4 separate regions of the Mus musculus genome follow, and all the other regions are linked to region 1. A link is a contact called in public ChIA-PET, HiChIP or PLAC-seq and promoter capture Hi-C data. All regions are on one chromosome and are shown on one strand. The core of a region is the stretch at or near the end of the contact, and the rest is flanking DNA. Distances in the headings are between cores, read along the strand shown. Region 1 holds the start of Gpx1 (glutathione peroxidase 1). Region 2 holds the start of Slc26a6 (solute carrier family 26, member 6). Region 3 holds the start of Hyal3 (hyaluronoglucosaminidase 3). Region 4 overlaps Rbm5 (RNA binding motif protein 5).

Region 1 (3,252 bases), core at 550-3,049:
CCAGAAAGGCCCAAGTCCACGCAGCTGTTGCAGAGTTACAGTTCTGTGGTCTCATGTTAGTTACCTTATAGTTACTGTGTAATTAGTGCCACTTAATGTATGTTACCAAAAAATAAATATATCTACCCCAGACTAGATGTAGTATTTTTTGTATAATTGGATTTCCTAATACTGATATTTGTCATTCCCACAGAAAGTGTATTGCTTCTTTTCTTTTTCTTTCTTTCTTTCTTTTTTTCTTTTTTTTTTTTTTTTTTAAGAAAGTGTATTTGGAAATAAAGTCAGATGGAAGAATTCATTTTTAAAATTCCCATTTTGTCACTTTCTCTGATAAAATATGGCCATATCCCTTATTCAGCCCTATATATCATTCTAGTACCCCTTTCCAGACTGGACTAAGTAGGAATTTGGTTTCCCGCCTGAGGCAGTTATACTTTGGAGGTGGCATAGCCTTTCTCACCTGGACTGCAGGGTCTGGCTCTAAGTCACAGTGCTCCTTTCTCCACACTGTATCCAAGTTGCCTCCCAGAGGAGCCACCAGTTCTTATGGGTGGCAGTGGGTGGGGGTGGGGGGGTCTCTTCTCTCCAGCTGACTAAACATTTTTCTGTACCAGTTAATTTTTCCAACTAATAGAATAAAGGCAGTTTTCTAAATTTCCTGTATTCTCTTGTGTGTTGCTTTCGCCGGAAAGACTCCCCTGGAGAGGCTTCTTGAATGGCACCAGCTCCTCCTACTCCCTCCCTCTTCTAGACTAACCTTTTGTCTCCTCCCAAGAACATGGAAGTGGTTTCCCTGTGACACGTTCAAATCTAAAAAGTGGAGTGGAAGCCGGGTGTGGTGGCGCAGGCCTTTCATCCCAGCACTCGGGAGGCAGAGGCAGGTGGATTTCTGAGTTCGAGGCCAGCCTGGTCTACAATGTGAGTTCCAGGACAGCCAGGGATATACAGAGAAACCCTGTCTAAAAAAGACAAAAAAAAAAAAAAAAAAAAAAAGTGGAGTGGAATGTCATAGAGGGGACATGAGGGGCTGGGTTTTCTGGACTAAGACCAAACTGCACTGGGGGCAGGAATCTAGGACCACTAGAAGCACGTGTTCTGAGAGGAGCTAGGTTAGAGTCTGGAGCAGGGAGTCCTGCACTGCTGTCCACCCTTACAAAAACAACCAAAAGAAATTGCCTTTGATAGCGCTGTTAGTGCTACTAAAAAAAAGTCAGGCATGGGTGGTACAAGCCTTTAGTACCAGCACTCGGGATGAAAGCAAAGAGACAGGTAAATCTCTTGAGTTCTAGGCCTGCCTGGGCTACTGAACAAGCCTTAGTACAGCCAAGACTGCATACAGAAACACTGATGAGATGGAGACACCCCCCAAGACAAAACAAAACGAAAACATGCACTTGGAGTTCCAGGCGAGCCAGGGCTCTGTAGAGACCTTGTCTCAGAAACAAAACACTGGCCACCTGATGCGACGCAGCTCCTCTTGAGTTCAATTCCCAAATTATCACCGAGTGGAAGGAGAGAACCAACTCTGACCTCAACATGCATGCTCCTTCGATTTAATTAAACAATAAGTGTAATTAAACTTATGTTTTTAAAACCCTATAACCTTATGACTAGAAACGTGTGGGTAAAGTTACACAATATAAGGGAGCTGTGCGTGAGCTGCTTTAGCCGTTGTTATTGCCAGAGGCCATCTTCCTAGGCGGGACTCTAGACTAATTAAGAAACGGTTGAGTAAGACAGAGCTGGAAGATCCCCGCCTAAGCAAGCAGCTTCCTTCCAGACTAGTGCTACAGGAGCTAGACCAGACCCGCCCTAGGCACCTCCAGGCGCTTTAGCCCGGCCGCACCCTCTTCCCTGTTCCTCGATGGGGGGAGGGTAGAGGCCGGATAAGGCGGGACCCTGAGACTTAGAGCTGGCTGCCAGCCGGAAAGAAAGCGATGCCACGTGATCTCAGCACCATCCAGTTAAAAGGAGGTGCAGGGCCCTGTGAGCGCTAGTACGGATTCCACGTTTGAGTCCCAACATCTCCAGTATGTGTGCTGCTCGGCTCTCCGCGGCGGCACAGTCCACCGTGTATGCCTTCTCCGCGCGCCCGCTGACGGGCGGGGAGCCTGTGAGCCTGGGCTCCCTGCGGGGCAAGGTGCTGCTCATTGAGAATGTCGCGTCTCTCTGAGGCACCACGATCCGGGACTACACCGAGATGAACGATCTGCAGAAGCGTCTGGGACCTCGTGGACTGGTGGTGCTCGGTTTCCCGTGCAATCAGTTCGGACACCAGGTATATGGGGCGAGATGGGTGGCCTTGGGCTCTAGGCTCCCACGGGCGGGACACCGCTTACTTTCTCCTCTGGTACTACAGCTGGAATGCAGGCCTATCCTCGGTTATACAAGGAGGGCAACTTCCTGGTGACTCATCGGGAAACCTCTGTTTTGCAGTTAAAAAGCACATTCTTTCCGAAATCCTAGCACATAAATAAATGCCTTTGTCTTCCCTAGGAGAATGGCAAGAATGAAGAGATTCTGAATTCCCTCAAGTACGTCCGACCTGGTGGCGGGTTCGAGCCCAATTTTACATTGTTTGAGAAGTGCGAAGTGAATGGTGAGAAGGCTCACCCGCTCTTTACCTTCCTGCGGAATGCCTTGCCAACACCCAGTGACGACCCCACTGCGCTCATGACCGACCCCAAGTACATCATTTGGTCTCCGGTGTGCCGCAACGACATTGCCTGGAACTTTGAGAAGTTCCTGGTGGGCCCCGACGGTGTTCCCGTGCGCAGGTACAGCCGCCGCTTTCGTACCATCGACATCGAACCTGACATAGAAACCCTGCTGTCCCAGCAGTCTGGCAACTCCTAAGGCGGCCCTGGCATTGGCTTGGTGATTACTGGCTGCACTCTGGGGGGCGGTTCTTCCATGATGGTGTTTCCTCTAAATTTGCACGGAGAAACACCTGATTTCCAGGAAAATCCCCTCAGATGGGCGCTGGTCCCATCCATTCCCGATGCCTTTCCACCTAATGAAAGGTGGTTTCACTACTAAGAATAAAGTGCTGAATATCAGAATTGTTTGTGTGTCCTGTGTCATTGTCACCTTTTGGATAGCCTCATAGTCAGGGATAAGGAACTCAATCCCAGAGCCTAAACGTCCCTTTCCCCGCCCCTTATGCTTTTCTTTCTCCCTGTCCCAGGACATGGTTAAGGTCAGTCTTGAGTCGCCGTTACAGCAGAGGCCATACTCCAGAAGGAGGAAGCC
Region 2 (3,293 bases), core at 363-2,862, 510 kb after region 1:
TTACAGCTTCAACCATTGAACTTACACACTTTGTTTTATAGTTCAGAATGTTTCCCCCTCTTTGTTTACAAGTGAAAGGTAGAAAAAGTGGGGGAGGGGCCTAAAAGACCCACCTGCGATGCCCCTGGACCTGGCCATCTTGAGGTAGGCTTCTAATCCCAACTTTTCCCAGGTCAAAGGTCAGCTGAGTCTTCTAACAGCTTGCCCCGAAAGTGGCTCAGGACCGGGGTTCTGTGCAGCCGCCACCCACCCCTACCCTGTGTTTACTCTTGGGAGGCAGTTTCTGAGATTCAAAAAAATCCCACTTCACTGCCTGTGCCAAATCCCACCAGCCAGGTCCCCAGCTCTCTTTACCCAGACTGACCCCTGCCCTTGAAGGGCTGAGAGGCCTGTCGGTTGGGAGAGTGTCCTTGCTATGTCCTAGGTTCTGTAGATGCCCGTCTCTGGGGTCCCCTTCCAACAGTGGCCCTCTTTCCTGTCTGTGTAAATTGTTCCGTGAAGCCGCGCTCTGTTTTGGGAATAAACTTCTATAGAAAACACTTGTTCCTCTTTCTGTCTCAGCTGTTGAGAATACTCACCCAGGATGACCTTTGTAGGACTCTGAGCTCTCCTCCCTCCAAAATAGCCAGTTATTTTTAGCCCATTTCATGGGAGATTTGGACCAGGTTCCCATTTCTTTCTGAAATATGGCCTCTCACCTTGTGACTGGAGCCTGAAGTTGGAGCGCAGGAGCTGCGCCAAGAGAAGCCACTTTCCTGGTCTAGGCAGTCATATGAGGGTTTCCTTAATATCCAGAGGCTGACATTTGTGGCCCTGCCCATTAGTCACCCCAAACCTAGGCGTTCCCACTTCAGTTCCTGCTTACCCACCCACACTCTGGCCCTTACTGGTCTTTTCTCACTTGGATCAGGCCAGAGCTTCCAGACCTGGAAAGGATCCTGAGTGCTCCATTTCCAGTCTAGGCAGCCAGGTGTGAAAGTGAAAGGGGGGGGGGGGGCTTAAGAAGCCACCCATGGTGACAAATACCTTTGATCTCTTCTTTAATCCCAGCACTCACTAGGCAGAGGCAGGTGGATCTCTGTAGACAAGTCTGGTCTACAGAGAGTTCCAGGACAGCCAAGGCTAAACAGAGAAAACTTGTCTGGAAAAAAAGAAATGGAGGTGGGGTGGGGCTGGTCTTGAGGACCACTGTGCCAGGTCTCAGAAGGAAAAATCTGAGGGTGATACTCACAGCTTGGTGGTCCCTGAGAGACCCTACAGGCCTAGATCTCCCACAGTTGAGGCTGGGGCCCCTGGTTGCACACCTAGGCATCCAGATCGGTCAAGAATGTCTCCTCTGCATAAAGTGGGGACCTTCTACAAAGCATACAATTAGGTCCAGCCACTTAAGGGCACAGAGGCATAACATTGGCCAAGCGTAGCGCTGGGCCTTCGTTCCAGTCCTCCAGTCTCAGCAGAATGCTCCAGCTCCCAGCAGGTTAACAAGAATCGCAGGCAGGGACAGAAGCTAGGCCGACGGGAAGGAAAGGGTTAAAATTTTATTCTCCGGGCTCGCCCCGCCCAGAGAGTATGACTTGGATTCCACCCCCAGAATTCTGATTGGTCTGATCTTGCACATCCTAGCGGTGGAGCTTGCGGCCGGCCAAGTTCTGGGCCTGGCGCCACCTTCTAGCCGGTAGTGGCCTCCTGGGGGAGCTGTTTGAAAAGCGGTACACGAGTTACCCTCTGAGGGCCATGGGACTTCCCGATGGGTCCGGTGAGTTGCAGGGCGCTGCCCAAATTCCGCGTGCCCGCGAAGCGCTAGTAGTTCTGTGACTCCCGGCCTGGGTCAATTCAGGAAGGGAACCTCCAAGTCCCCGACAGGCATTTCCCGTCTGCGGAGCCTTAGTTTACCGCCTTGCCGATTTTCCGAAGGAGGTTATCCATCAACAGCGAGGGATGGGGGCGGGCTCTGGCGCGACCCCAGCTCTTGAGGGTTGTACTGAACGTCCCTGGAGTGCTAATAAGGGCGCTGCAGGGAAGTTGCTGCTTACCGAGGAGTCCTGGCACGGGAGGTGTGCCAGCTGGGCGCGTTGGGACTGGGAGAGAAACCGCTGCAAGACAGGCTCTAGCCAGGCGGTGGACCAGCCGCGGCCTGAGTCGGCAGGGTACTGTTCACATTTGTCGCTGCCGGCCCTTGTGCCCTCCCAAAGGGAGGTGCCAAGCATCAAGGCTCCGCCCTCCAAGGCGCGTGCCGCCTGGTAAGGGGAGGGAGCCCTTTAAGAAGACTTGAGAGATCTTGAAGGAGGGGAGAGGGGCCGCTGAGATCTCCTGGAGCCCGCGGTGCAGAGAATCTCTGAAGATCTTCCTTGCGTCTGCACTGCTCCCTCCTCCATTGGATACCCAGGTTAGAGAGTCTTCCCAGGTGAGTTCCTACCCCTCTGGTGGGATTCTCTCCCCTGGTTATAGCCTCTCCTAGATCAGAACTCACAGGTGATATCTTTCCCACAGGCTAGCCCCTCCCCCCTGCCCACTCCAAATTTGTTTCCCCTGAAATATATTTATAGAGAGCTGCATTCCATATGGAGGCACCCCCCCCCCAGATCAGAGTTTCTTCTGAGAGACCCCCTCAGATCCTATTCTCTGGTAAAGTCTCCCACTTCCGAGAGAAGTGCCTCTCCAGAGAAGTGCCTCCCGATGAGAGATTCCCACACCCCCGGTCAGAACTTGCCTGGCTGGTGAAAGCTTTCAGGGCAGAGTTCCCTCCAGGTTGGATTGGCTTCCAAAAGCTCCTGTTCCCAGGTGAAGTCTCTCTACTTCGAGTGGGAGCCTGTCAAAACTCCCTGGAGGTGAGAGCTTCGACCCTGGAGTCTTGCTGGACCCTGTCCTGAAACTGGAGGGCAGTATTGCTTACAGACCTCTGGTTTGCTAGTTCTTATCTGTCAACTCGCTCTCAGCCAACAAGGTTGGGCTCCTGGTGGAAAAGCTGGAAAGGGGACTGGACAGGAATTGATTCAGGGAAGGAAGCCAAGGGCCTGAGAGGTAGGGGCTAGGAAGCGCAGTCAGTTTGGACCTGGACCCAGACCTGGACTTGGACTTGAAGTGGTACTCGGGGCTGGGCAGCCACACCTGAGCTGGATGTGTGGGCATGCTCATCCATCTCTCCCTTCCGGAGAGACTTTGGCCCAGAAAGAGTCTTCCAGCAGCCAAAGTTCAGATACTGCCTCTGTCAGGGTGTGAGCACGGGGCCCTCAGAGACCAGCAGAGTTAGCTCTACCCTTGATCTTTGAGCCCAGAAAACTCAGGTATGTGGC
Region 3 (3,186 bases), core at 355-2,854, 760 kb before region 1:
TGCCATATGTCAGCTCTGTGCCAAGCCCTATGCTAATAAGCAAGCACTAGAAGTGGGCTAACTCATTCAGTCTTTGCAATGGACATGCAGGGAAGCTGAGCCTTTTTCATTCACTTACCTCACACAAGCTACCCAGCCACTGAGGGTTGCCCAGCAAGAAGAGACAAGCAAGGCCAGGCATGGATGATGCACACCTTAGATCCCAGTACTTGGGAGGCAAGGCCAGCCTGGTCTACATATTGAGCTCCAGGACAGCCAGGACTACACAGAGAGACACTGTTGGCGCATGCCTTTAATCCCAGCACTTGGGAGGCAGAGGCAGGCCAATTTCTGAGTTTGAGGCCAGCCTCGTCTACAGAGTGAGTTCCAGGACAGCCAGGGCTACACAGAGAAACCCTGTCTCAAAAACAAAAAAAACAAACAAAAAAAACCAAACAAACAAAAAACAAAACAAAACAACCAACCAACCAGGAGAGATGCATTTTGAAATCTAGGCTATCTAGCTCCAAAGATAGAACCTTGCACACCTACTGCATGCTGATGGTACCCTCAGAGGGCTGGGGAAACACAAGCATCACTCTATAGGATCCCTGAATCTGCTCAGAGTACTAGCATCACTCAACCCGGCAAACAAAGCTGTCTTATATTACTTAGCTGTTTAATTAGCTCCTAAAATAGGCAGGTCTCAGAACCCAGAAGGCACTGGAAAGGCTCTATACTTTCATCCAATTGTGTTGTCTGAAGACGACTGCTTTCCATGATCAGGAGGAAGTTCCACCTGATCAGGCCATTTCCACCAACCCACGAGGACTGGAGACCCTACAAGAGCGGAAACAAAGTGAAACTCTCATTTCTTTGAGCCTGGAGCTAGGAGAGGGGCAGGCGGAGCTGAACACAGGCAAGCTGCTAGAAGCCGGCTAGAGCCAAGAGGAGGCGGAGCCAACGAAAGGAAACTACGGGCCTAGTTGCCAGTCACCACCGGAAGGGAAGAAGCCAGGGACAGAATGGGCCTACAGGAGTTCTGTTGTGACGCTCAGAACCAGGGGCGGGGTGTCTAGGTAGGGACGTTCCGGGCGGGCACTGAGAACTTAGGAGGAGGTGCTCTGTCTCCTGCGAAGACTGCAGTGAGTCCTCCGTACTGCTGGGACCAGCGTAGGCAGACCGAGGAGTTGGAGCCAGAGACAGCGAGTTACCCGACCGAGCGCAGGCAGGACGTGGATCATCCCGGAATTCGGCTTTAACATGTCAGTATCACCCTCACTTCTCACATGCTGCCCGTTTATCCACCCTGCGCCTGTGGTCCCCAAAGTTACAGTGTCGCTCAAGTCTTCCCAGTGTTTCCCTTTCCCTTAGAGCTTAGTGCTTGTTAAGCCACACCCACCATAATCGAGCTTTCAAAACCCCCACTCCCAAAAGATCCATGGCCCATGGCCCACAAGGGGTAAGTGCAGACTCTCCCTGAAGACCCGAAGCTTCGCTCCACTTACAGTGGTGGGGTCCGCAATGAAGGGGTTAAACCTGTCTGGGGGGGGAACCCTGGCGCTCTGAGCTAGGGGCGGACCCTAAGGTTCCTCCTTCCTGGCCTTACTTAGAAGGTGTGGGAGCTGGGGAGGGAGTACTGTGTCTGCGGAGCCACCTGAGCCAGGTAAGAGGCTTAAAGCCTGGTGTTTGAGATTTGGGGGGAAGGGGGGAGAGGGCTGTCCTCAGGCTCAGGGAAATTTGGGAAAGGGAGTCAGGAGGCCCGTCCTACAGTAAATGAGTAAAGGAGTGGGACCCACTGTCCATCCACTGCAAGAAATCCCCCAACATAGACCCTCCTGCCAGCAGATCCTAGAATAAGGCAGGTAAACAATGGAGTTTCTAGCTGGAGCATTATGGTCTACACCTTTCATCCCAGCACTAGAGGCAAAGACAGGCAGATCTTTGTTGCCTACAAGTGAGTTCCAGGTCAGCCAGGTCAGTTACACATAGAAACCCTGTCTCAAAAAAACAAACAAACAAAAAAACCAAAAAAAAAAAAAAAAAAAAAACAGTGCAGTGGAGTTTCAGCAGGGAGGCCCAGGTCCCCAAAGTAGTGGCCGTTGGACACCTGTAGATTTAGGAAGGAAGCCATGGTCCTTATCAGGGTGACTATGAAACTCAGACCAGAGGCAAGCAGACTTGCAAAAGCCACATTCTATGTAATGGGCCAAGCTCCACGGCAGTACCATCAGAGCCCCATGTGTAGGGACAGAAGGACCCAAGGCCAAAGTGTCCTGAATTGGACGGATTGGAACGGAGGGCCACAGGTTCCGTGTCCCGAGGAGGGAAAGCAGTAAGGGGTTGGGGGGGTTGAGCCTGTTTGGGGTGGGTGTGAGTGTCCCAGGAGCCACTTTTGTGGCTCAGATAACTGAAAAAGCTCAGGGTTGGAGGAGAGCTGACCTGTCTGTATAGGGGGAGGAGGGGTGTGGGAGGTGGGGGTGACTCCTGGGAGAGGTCTTCTGAAAAACTCAGGTGGGGGCAAGCTAAAAGTATGATGGCTGGTTTGCACTGTCTGCCAAGGCCAGCAAGCTACAGTCATGGGCTACTAGGAGGCTGAGGCACTTAAGTCACTATTTTGAGGCAAACACAGGCTATACATACCCTGGAGAAGTGGGGGGGACGGGGAGAGGGAACCCAAGCAAAACAAAAAATGGTGAGCAAGTGGGCTAGGGTGGCAAGCCTGACATAGTGAGGTGTGACAAATGATAGGAGATTTGTAGCCAGAGCCCAGCCTTCAGCATTTCTTAGTACTGCCAGCTTCCCTCCAGTGTTGGGTCAGGACACTCAGCTAGTCTCCATGAGTTCTCCTCACAGGGGTTGGGATGGGTCTCCTCTAGACTGCAGGTGCTTTCAAGTGCATGTGGGACAAGGTGAAGCATACCATCCCCCAATCCCAGGATGCACACCCCTCCCCCTCCTCTCATCAGTCCTTCCCTGCCCCAACTGTATCTTCCTGACACAGCCTCGCATGGCTGTTATACCCAGGAGGTAATCCCTTATATAAGGAGATGCCACTTCCTGGAGACTGTGGCCTTACCCTCCAGCCAGGCATTAAGCCATCTGAAACCTAACAGAAAGTGACCTTGGCTTCTTGCCTGACACAGCTAGCTGAGCCTGGATTCCACCTGTAGGCCGGAGCTGACTCTGAGCCCTGGCCCAGTCAAG
Region 4 (3,075 bases), core at 170-2,669, 590 kb before region 1:
GGCAGGCCAGTCTGCTGGTTCGAGCTAGCCTCTGCAGCTGGCACGTAGGTCTCCTTCTCGCCATCCCAGTACAAGTACTGCTGTGTTAAGGAGTTATAGTAGTACTACAAAAAAGAAAAAAATATGCAGTGATTGCTGATAAAGATTTTGTGGTAGTGGGGATTGGATTATATATATGCTATATAAGCAATTGTTCTACCACTGCTATACCTTAAGTCCTGTTATTTTAAATATTATTATGTCAATAGTAATGCATGTCTGTAATCCCAGCACTCAGGTGCCTTAGGTAGGAGGACTGCAAATGTAAATTCAGTTTAGACTATATAGTTGAGAACTTATCTTAAAAACAAAACAAAACCCTCAATAGTCTGGTCTGGACCCCTGTCTGTAAACCGAGCATTTGGAAGGTGGGAGGAGCAGCAGAGAGGATCAGGATTTCATTCTCAGCTACAAAGGGAATCTTAAGCCAGACAGATACCTTTCAACACAGCAGGCAAAAACAAAACAAAACATACCTAGGACTAGTGTTCCCTATTTCCTGCTCAGAAGTAACTCATACAACACCTCTGTATGCATGAGGATGAACCAGCTAGTAAAGTCAGAAACTTCTAGAAAAAGTAGAATATGATTTCTTCTCCAGTTGCAGGGGACTCCCCCTTTCCTAGCTCCTTCAAGCACTGACTACTCGGTACTCCAGTGGTATACATGGAAGCAAAATACTGACTGCTCTTCCAGAAGTCCTTGGTTCAATTCCCAGCAACCACATGGTGGCTCACAACCAACTATAAAGGGATCTGGTGCCCTCTTCTGGCATGCGGGTGTACATGCAGCACAGAAATCATACACATATAATAAATATAAATTTAAAAATTAAAACAGGATCTCATGTAGCTATGCTTATACTTAATGTGTAGAAGAGGCTACCCTGAACTTCCTCATCCTCCTGCTTTGACCTCAGAAACATGGGAAGAAAAACATGTGCACACCTGGCTTATGTACTCGTTTCTGAGACAGGGCCTGGCTGTCCCAGATCTCACTATGTAGACTAGGTCTTCTGAGCTCAGAGACCCACCAGCTTCTGTTTAGGGTATGTGTTGCTACCACACCTTGCCCTCCTTCTCTTCCTTAAAATCCTGTTTAGTATGCATGTGTCTGTTTGGTTGCTCATACTGAGCTCAGAGATCACAGACAACTTGTAGGAGCTAGTTTTCTTCTATGATCTGGGTTCTGTGTCATCAGGTTTGATAGCAAGGGCCTTTACCTCCTATTCTACTAGCTGGGTCCTCTGCATTGTCTCTTACAGAGAAAGGAACTGTGGGATTGTCACATCTATGGCTGACTGAGATAGAACTGCCATGGAGATGTCAGACTGAACAAATGATGGAAGTGAATGACCAAGGAAGAAGCAAGGCACACAGGCAGGCAGCATATTGTTTGTTCACACTTCCCTCTCAGAAACCACAGGCACTCAGTGCCAACTTCCTGCTGAATGTTCTTGTTTTGCTATGTTATATACACAGTTTTTAGGTATAAATAGATACTATTTATGGAGTGTTAAAGTTATTTCCCTCCTTAAGTTATAGACACTAACAAAAATAAAATACTTCCTAGACGTGCTAAACCCCATCCTCAAGAATACACAGACATGCTAAGTAAAGAAGCTAGACCAGTGTCTGAGTCCAAAAAACAGGGAAATTCAGAGACAAAAATGTCTATTAGTTTTTTTATTTTTTTTTGGGGGGGGGGTTGGTGGAAGGCAGGGGTAAAGGAAGGGGAGTGATTTGAGATAAAAATGTTCTGTAGATTAGAGGTACTAACTGCTAACAAAATGACTACACTAAAAGCCACCAAATTATATATTCTGAGTAAAATGTTAAATTTTGTTTCAATTAAGGGGAAAAACCCCACCTAGAATTTAAAGCTTCTAGCTAGGCTTTTCAATTCTCTTTCTTTTTTTCTTTTTTCTTTTTTTTTTTTTTTTTGAGACAGGGTTTCTCTGTGTAATTTTTTTTTCTTAAATCTTTTTTTAATAAAATTCTTCTCTCATGTATTATATCCCCTGAAAAGAAATTTTTTAGGAAAAGTTATTTTTATAAATTGTAGTCATGTGTGTGTAGATGTGTGTGTCTGCATCTGGGTGTATGAGTTTGATAAAGGCTCTGGGTCCCCTGGATGGGAGGCTGTAGATGGTGATGAGCAGCCATGGGTGTGGGTGTGGGTGTGGGGTGGGGGTAGTGGCGGGGAGAAAGACCAAAATCAAGGTCCTCTGGAAGAACATCAAGTGCTGAGCGCCAGCCCCCTACAATTTTAGGTTTTGCGTTTTTTGTTTTGATATCCATGTATCCCTCCAGCTTCTGATATTCCTGTTTCTGCTTCCTAAGTGGTGGATTAAGTGTGTACCACCATCCTTGGCACAAACATCTTCCTTTTTTTCTTGTTTTTGAGACAGGGCCTGACTTTGTAGCTCACTGGCTGCCTAGAACTTGCCATGTAGATTGGGGTCAAACTCACAGCCTTTCTCTATCCACCAAGTACTGGGGTTATTAGAGGTTTGTATCACCACTCCTGTAGATCAGGCTGCTCTGGAACTCGGTGACCACCTGCCTCTGTTCCTAACTACTGGGATCAAGGGTGTGTGCCACCATCACTTGGCTAGCACAACATCTTAATTTGATAAAACTTCCTCTAAAAATAGAATCAAAACACTGGATGCTGAAGAGGGAGGATACTAATTGGCAGCAGGAATGAGGACTATGCAGATATGCTGGGAATGTTATCAGTGGTGTGTGTGTGTGTGTTTGCTTATGCATGCATCCATCCATGTAAACATTAAGATTCAATTCCTAGCACCCACACAGTGGTTAACAACCATCTATTCTAACTCCAGTCCCAGGGGATCCACTGCCCTATTGTAGCCTCAATGGACACTGTACACACAGAGTGAACAGATATAAACATAGACAAAACACACACAAAATAAACCTAAAAAAAATTTACAAGAACTCAAACACATACACAACTCATATACACTTTTATGTATATACAATGTACCTCAAAACAATGGGGGAAAAAAAA

The links. Promoter capture Hi-C pulls out the DNA fragments that hold promoters and counts their contacts. ChIA-PET counts read pairs in DNA pulled down with a chosen protein or histone mark. HiChIP or PLAC-seq counts read pairs in DNA pulled down with a chosen protein or histone mark.
Region 2: a contact with region 1 is called in an RNA polymerase II ChIA-PET map of memory CD8 T cells, with 5 read pairs. The contact joins the promoter of Slc26a6 here to the promoter of Gpx1 in region 1. A contact is called at or near these places in 2 of 115 datasets of contacts at active chromatin or transcription factors (embryonic forebrain and memory CD8 T cells).
Region 3: a promoter capture Hi-C map of erythroid cells shows a contact between it and region 1, with 10 times the contacts expected there. The contact joins the promoter of Hyal3 here to the promoter of Gpx1 in region 1. A contact is called at or near these places in 2 of 39 promoter capture datasets (erythroid cells and liver), 3 of 115 datasets of contacts at active chromatin or transcription factors (cardiomyocytes, memory CD8 T cells and pancreatic cancer cells) and 2 of 9 other capture datasets (adipose tissue and liver).
Region 4: a contact with region 1 is called in an H3K27ac HiChIP or PLAC-seq map of microglia, with 5 times the contacts expected there. The contact joins the enhancer-like site here to the promoter of Gpx1 in region 1. A contact is called at or near these places in 9 of 39 promoter capture datasets (the C10 cell line, fetal liver, hematopoietic stem and progenitor cells and 5 more), 1 of 115 datasets of contacts at active chromatin or transcription factors (microglia) and 1 of 9 other capture datasets (adipose tissue).

Annotation. Positions count from the first base shown.
Region 1 is chr9:108,337,281-108,340,532 of GRCm38.p6, forward strand. Gpx1 (glutathione peroxidase 1) reads left to right here and starts at 1,800. Exons shown (of 2, transcript NM_008160.6): 1 at 1,800-2,278; 2 at 2,497-3,062. The coding sequence starts at 2,033. The coding sequence ends at 2,856. Rhoa (ras homolog family member A) reads left to right here. Exons shown (of 6, transcript NM_016802.5): 6 at 1-663.
Region 2 is chr9:108,852,431-108,855,723 of GRCm38.p6, forward strand. Slc26a6 (solute carrier family 26, member 6) reads left to right here and starts at 1,613. Exons shown (of 20, transcript NM_134420.4): 1 at 1,613-2,404. Celsr3 (cadherin, EGF LAG seven-pass G-type receptor 3) reads left to right here. Exons shown (of 36, transcript NM_001359572.1): 36 at 1-539.
Region 3 is chr9:107,579,692-107,582,877 of GRCm38.p6, forward strand. Hyal3 (hyaluronoglucosaminidase 3) reads left to right here and starts at 1,605. Exons shown (of 4, transcript NM_178020.3): 1 at 1,605-1,645. It overlaps Hyal1 (hyaluronoglucosaminidase 1), which reads left to right. Exons shown (of 4, transcript NM_008317.6): 4 at 1-1,260. It overlaps Naa80 (N(alpha)-acetyltransferase 80, NatH catalytic subunit), which reads left to right and starts at 978. Exons shown (of 2, transcript NM_019750.4): 1 at 978-1,244; 2 at 3,126-3,186.
Region 4 is chr9:107,746,077-107,749,151 of GRCm38.p6, forward strand. It overlaps Rbm5 (RNA binding motif protein 5), which reads right to left. Exons shown (of 25, transcript NM_148930.3): 18 at 1-104. Among named protein-coding and RNA genes, the nearest start is that of Gm34605, 18 kb to the left of the region's middle. Within about 2 kb of position 1,420, at least 21 of the 459 cell types and tissues checked have an H3K27ac peak or open chromatin away from gene starts, as enhancers often do. A contact at or near this core is called in microglia and neutrophils, where this site is marked.